Regions from separate parts of the Mus musculus genome. Here region 1 is linked to region 2. A link is a contact called in public Hi-C data. All regions are on one chromosome and are shown on one strand. Each heading gives the region's core, a stretch centred on a gene start, on an enhancer-like site or on the middle of the called end of the contact. The rest is flanking DNA. Distances are from core to core; before and after follow the strand shown. Region 1 holds the start of Tchh (trichohyalin). Region 2 holds the start of Tbx15 (T-box 15).

The links. A called contact is a pair of places that touch in the nucleus more often than the background predicts.
Region 1: a Hi-C map of LSK cells shows a contact between it and region 2, with 6 times the contacts expected there. The contact joins the promoter of Tchh here to the promoter of Tbx15 in region 2. A contact is called at or near these places in 1 of 39 promoter capture datasets (cranial neural crest) and 3 of 484 Hi-C or Micro-C datasets (LSK cells and embryonic stem cells).

The regions. Positions count from the first base shown.
Region 1 is chr3:93,440,946-93,443,734 of GRCm38.p6, reverse strand. It overlaps Tchh (trichohyalin), which reads right to left and starts at 1,405. Exons shown (of 2, transcript NM_001163098.1): 1 at 1,268-1,405; 2 at 1-342. The coding sequence starts at 1,405.
Region 2 is chr3:99,252,341-99,255,040 of GRCm38.p6, reverse strand. Tbx15 (T-box 15) reads right to left here and starts at 1,281. Exons shown (of 8, transcript NM_009323.2): 1 at 956-1,281. The coding sequence starts at 1,160.

The DNA.
Region 1 (2,789 bases), core at 156-2,655, 5.8 Mb after region 2:
ATCGCGGTGCTGCCTGTAGCGCTGCTCCAGCCGCTGCTCCTCAGCGCGCTCCTCCTGCTCACGTCTCTTCTGCCAGCTTCGGCGCCCAGGTTCTTCGTCCAGTTGTCTGCTTCGGGGCTCGAATCTCCTTTGGTCTTCTTGCCTGCGATCTTGTGACAGGTTCCTCTTTTCATTGGGCAGGGCTCTCTTCTCGCCTAGCTCTGCGGCCTGATCGAGAGCATAATAGCAAGCTTGAGCAATCTTGAAAAGGAACAGGAGGAATTCGTTGAAATCAACACGCCCGTTGCAGTCGCGATCCAGAAGTTCTAGGGTCAGGTCTATCGTCTCAGGGTCATGTGGTCTCTATGAAAAGATTAAAACAAACAAACAAAAAAGTTTTATAATTAATTATTTACAAGTAGTAAACTTTTGCACTCACGTTTGTTTTGGGGAGGGGACTATTTGGAGCGATTAGAAAATGCACAGAGGAGCTGGAGAGATGGTTTAGCCGCTAAGAGCACTTGACTGCTCTTCCATAAGTCCTGAGTTCAATTCCCAGCAACCACATGGTGGCTCACAACCCCATCTGTAATGGGATCTGATGCTCTCTTCTGGTGTGTCTAAAGGGATCGACAGTGTACTCACATATAAAATAAATAAATAAATCTTTTTAAAAAGCAAAGAAAATATGTTGTCCTGTTTCCCCAGCTATGGAAACAACTCATTTCAAAACATACTATTGTTGGAAATTTTTGTTAATTGTGTGCTGATCAAAACAACAAATTCTTTCTAGATGAATGAATAAGAATGGTTTCATCCTTGTGATCAGTACAATGGAATTTAAGAAGATTTTCAACAGATATTTCTGCTTGAAATAGCCAGTGCTCCTGATTTAAGTCTTATTCCATGTTTGAAGAAGAACTGAGATATTTACAGCAATGCCATTTTAATTGCGAAACAGGCAAATTTCTGTTGCTGAAAGTTGGAAGATGGTGCGGGGAGTCTTTTCAGGTCCAACTAACTTGATCAGGCATCATCAGTGGTAATGCCCTATTAACTTACACTTCATTCCTACTAACAATGCCATCAAGACCATTAAATATATGCTATTAACTTCTTTAATACTCATATTACAATACAGATTTAAATAACTCGGGCTCAAAAATGAATGTAGCCCTGTCATGTTTTAAAACAATATTGATCAATATTCATTGCTCTGGTCTTTCTTGGGAGAAAATTTGATAGCCCCCACACCTATAGATTTCTTTTTGTGTATGTGAGGTCTTACCTGAAGGACATCTCCAAGTTCTCTCTCAAGGAGGTTTTTCAGGTCTTTCTTGCTAAGTGATGCTCCATCACAACTTTGTGATGCATATTGATTGAAAACTTCAGTGATATCGACAATGCTTCTTATAAGTGGAGACATTTTTTCTTAAAATTCAAGTAAACCTGAACAATAAAATAGGATTAAAAATCAAATCTCTGCTTCTGACTTTGGGAAAACTTCATTCACACTGATTTAAACAGATCTTTGGATCTATCATAGTTATTTTAACTTGCATTTTCAAAGCATTTTATCTTTGAATACTATATTCAGGAAGAGGAAGAGAAATATTGAAAAATTCTAAACCAAGAAATCACCTTCATACTATATTACAGTCAACTTTTCATTGTCCATCAGTGTAGACTATCCATAACCTCCCTCCCCCTGTTTTCATTTCAGCATATTTCAGAGCAGAGAATGGAGTGATGAGGGAAAGAATTTAAATTCTACATATTGCTATTCATAGCAACACTTAAAGTTGAGCACAAAGGATAGGTAAAAGCAATGATGTGAAGAGAGACTTGAGCATCTTCAGAAATAAATATGTAACCATGTATGCTAATTGTGTTTTCAAAAACATTGCAACAAACAGAACGGTGGAAAGAAAATGTGAATTATTTCTTAAATATATAGCCTATAAGACACTAATTCATGTCATCCAAGTGAAACATTGTAACATCTAGATAGAACAAGGCAGAAAAACAATGCATGCTATCTATCTTAACTCAGACATAGTATGGCTACCCAATCTTCTATTAATGAAAATTATTTGAAAGATCCTTTCTGTTTGGTTAACCAGTCAGTGGGCCAAACAAACCTGAAGAACTTTGGATGATATTATTCTTAGGGCTGGCTTTGTTAAACTCAAGTAAATAGTTTGAATGTTGGATTATAAAAATAGGAGGGACTCTGGGAATGTAGTTCAGTGGTAGAATGACTGCTAGTATGTTCAAAATTGTATGTTGAATTCCCATAATGTCAGAACAAAGCAAAATGCACAGCAAGGACAATGACAACTGGCTCATGTTAAAAGAATATTTGGATGGCTTTGCTGGCTGCCTGCATAGTACCGCATTTAGGTGAGTACTTTATATCATTTCAACTTCAATACCTCTTTTGCCAATTCAGATGTGAACTGTGTAAGAATGCATAAAAAAGAGATCAAAAGAGTTTGCACACCTTTGAGATCATAGTTTTTCAGAAAAATGAGTCTCATAAGAGGCACACATGACATTTCTTGATGCACGTAAGTATTGAGTTCAGAGCCTTGGAAGAATTGCTGCTCTTGGTTCAACTAATGGCTCTGACCATGAGGAGATGGAGTAAGCTAAGCATGCTGGTTCATTCCTTTAATCCTAGCTTCCCAGAAGCAGAGGCAGGTGGATTCCTGTGAGTTTGAGAACAGCTGGGTCTACACAGTAAGGTTTAGGCCAGACAGGGCTAAACAAGACCTTTCCAAAAAAGAAGAAAACCAAGAGACAGATGA
Region 2 (2,700 bases), core at 32-2,531:
TACTGCTGCTCCCATTCCTGTGTGGGCGGCTGCCTGACTCTTCCCCCCCACCCCCAAGCCGTGTAGGACAAGGAGTCTAGTCCTGGATCCTAGCTGGTCCGCAGGGACACCTTCTGCAGGGCCTTAGAAATCTGGGCTGAAAATACTAGTTGTTGAAAATATTCTGAAGCCGCTAAACCGAGTTATGAGTGTAGTGTTTGTGAGCGTGCTTACAGGATTTTGACAACAGCTGTTCCCCCGGGCTGTTTTGCACTGTTGAAATCTTGGCACTAAATACAAAATGTGAAGCTGTTTTCTCCCTCTTAGGGTTCTGTTAAAATACACACATTGACATCCGCCTTGAGTTTTAAGTGTTTTGTGCATATTAATTATGTACAATATGGAGAGATCTAAGAAAATTAGTTGAAACGTGCACCCACCCAAATACTGAGATGTGGGCACGGATTAAAGACCTGGGTCTCAGGATACAGTGTCTATCTACTATGTCCCCAGTGAAATAGAAATAATTATACTCCACCATCTAAAACTTAGTTGAGAGAGAAACTAAAAGAGAAAACCGGAACATTTCCCATGGCTGCCTTATAGGCTTCGTCTGGCAGCACTCGGGGGCTCTCAGAAGCACGGAAGCAAGTCTCAGATCCACTGGGCTCTTTCTCCAGTGTCTTTGACTGAGCTCTTTCAAACCCAGGGACCCGCAGCCCTCAGTCTCTGACACAAGAGAAGGGGGATGGACGCAAGTAGGCCTTGAAATTGGCGATTAAAATGCAAGGCTCGGGCCAGGCCCCCAAATTGGTTCCGGCGAATTTAGGGAGGCTCAAGGTATTTATGCCAAGAAAAAGGAACCCCCGTCGGAGTGAGGCAGGGAGTCAGCAGGCAGGGCCTCCCTCCACTCGCGGGGATACCGGCTGGTGTTCCTTCTCCACCCGCCTCCCGTCGTCCGATCCGACACACTCACCCGGGTGGGGCTCCAGGCCGTGTGTCGCCGGGTCGTCTGTGTCTCCGAGTGGGCCTGCGGGACTCAGCGCCTCCATGGACAAGTCCAGCCCCTTCTCCTCCCAGTCTCGCAGTTTCCGCTTTTTATTTGAGCCGATCAAGGCTTCAACGGAGAAGGCATGTGCTCGGGAGCTCAGGGCGACTGCAGATCTTCTCCGTTCACTCATTTTAGCCGCCCGCACCCGGGTCTCCTCTAGCCCGCGCTACTGAGCTGGCAGCCCCGCGGCCGCACGCTCCGAGCGCCCGCCGACCCGGCCCTGGAGAGGCGGCGGCGCCGCGGCCGAAACTGGGGCGGCGGCTCCGCGGGTGATCTGCGCCCTCCCTCCGTGTCCTCCCCCGCCCTCGACCGCCGGATCAGACCGGTGCCCCCAGCTGCCCCAGCCTCTAGGAACTAGCGCGGGGAACGCCGCCCGCCCGTTGCATGGAGCACTGAGTCCAGCTCCCCACCCACCCGGGCAGGCGCTCACAAACTCTGCTGACTGAACTTCATCTTTTCTTTTTTTTTTTTCTTTTCTTTCTTTCTTTTTTTTTTTTTTTTTTAAATTCACTCCCTCTTCCTTTTTCTCCTCCCTCTCCCCCTTCCCCACTCGTTCTTCCCGTCCTTCCCTGATCCAAACTTCTGGGAAACTTTTCCCCCCTGAATTCCTCCCTTCCCGAGGAACAGGGGGTAGGCAGTGAGCTCCTGTCCGAGGGGTGAGGGAAAAGGGAGGGGGAGCAGAAAAAGGCAGAGGGGAGGAAAGCCAGCCCCCAGCCAATGGCAAGAAAGGAACAAGAGAAAGCCCGAGAGCTCGGGCCAATGGGGAGAAGGGAGAGACTGAGGCTCGGGCCAAGGCTGTGCGCTGGCCATCCCCAGGATGCTTCTCTGCCAACTTTAACCCCTGGCTTCCCGGCACCCGACTTGTTTCTCTGTAGGAGGAGGGCAGTCGGGACAGCTCAAAGTCAAAATCTGATCTTCGCCCTTATAGACTCTACAAGTCCAAATACGAATCCATACAGTTTCCTTCCAAACTCTCAGGATCTAATAGAGCTAGCTATCATACTCAGTTCAGATGCAGATCTGGGAAGCTGATGCTGTGACAAAATGCTAACCTGTCCCTCTCCTCAAAAAAAAAAAAAAAAAAAAAAAAAAAAAGGCAGAAGATATTTCTGATCATATCACCCATGCCCCCAGGGGCTTTGAGATCTGCCCAAATTTCTCTACGCAGGTTTCTACTGTGTTCCAGATCAATGACTTTCTAAGCGGGTCCGGTTAAGGCAAAACGAAACAACAACAACAAAAAATTTTCCTGCTGCCATTCGGCCTTATAACTGAACATTTCAGGACTTCACGCTCCTTGTTCTACCTGATGGAGGGAGGAGACAGACACGCTGAGAGTTAAGAGACCTGCATGGGCCGCTTAGCTTGCCTCGGGGTCTGCAAACTTACCCTGCTAGACTGGGCCCCTGCACCACACAAATAGTAACTTTCATAGCGCAGCAGACTCTGAGCTGCGCTTCGCCTATCCCGGGCTCTTATTCCAAAGAACCCACAGCGGGTGCCGGGGTTGGGGGTGGGGGGGAGATAGATAAGACTTCTGATAGCTGGGAAGGAACTTTTTCAAAATTTCTTCAAATCCCCTCATCTCCAGAACTTGGCTCTCATCTCTTACTAATGATCTCCCTTTGCTCCCACGCCTCACTTTTAAAGCTTTCAGGACCGTTCATTCA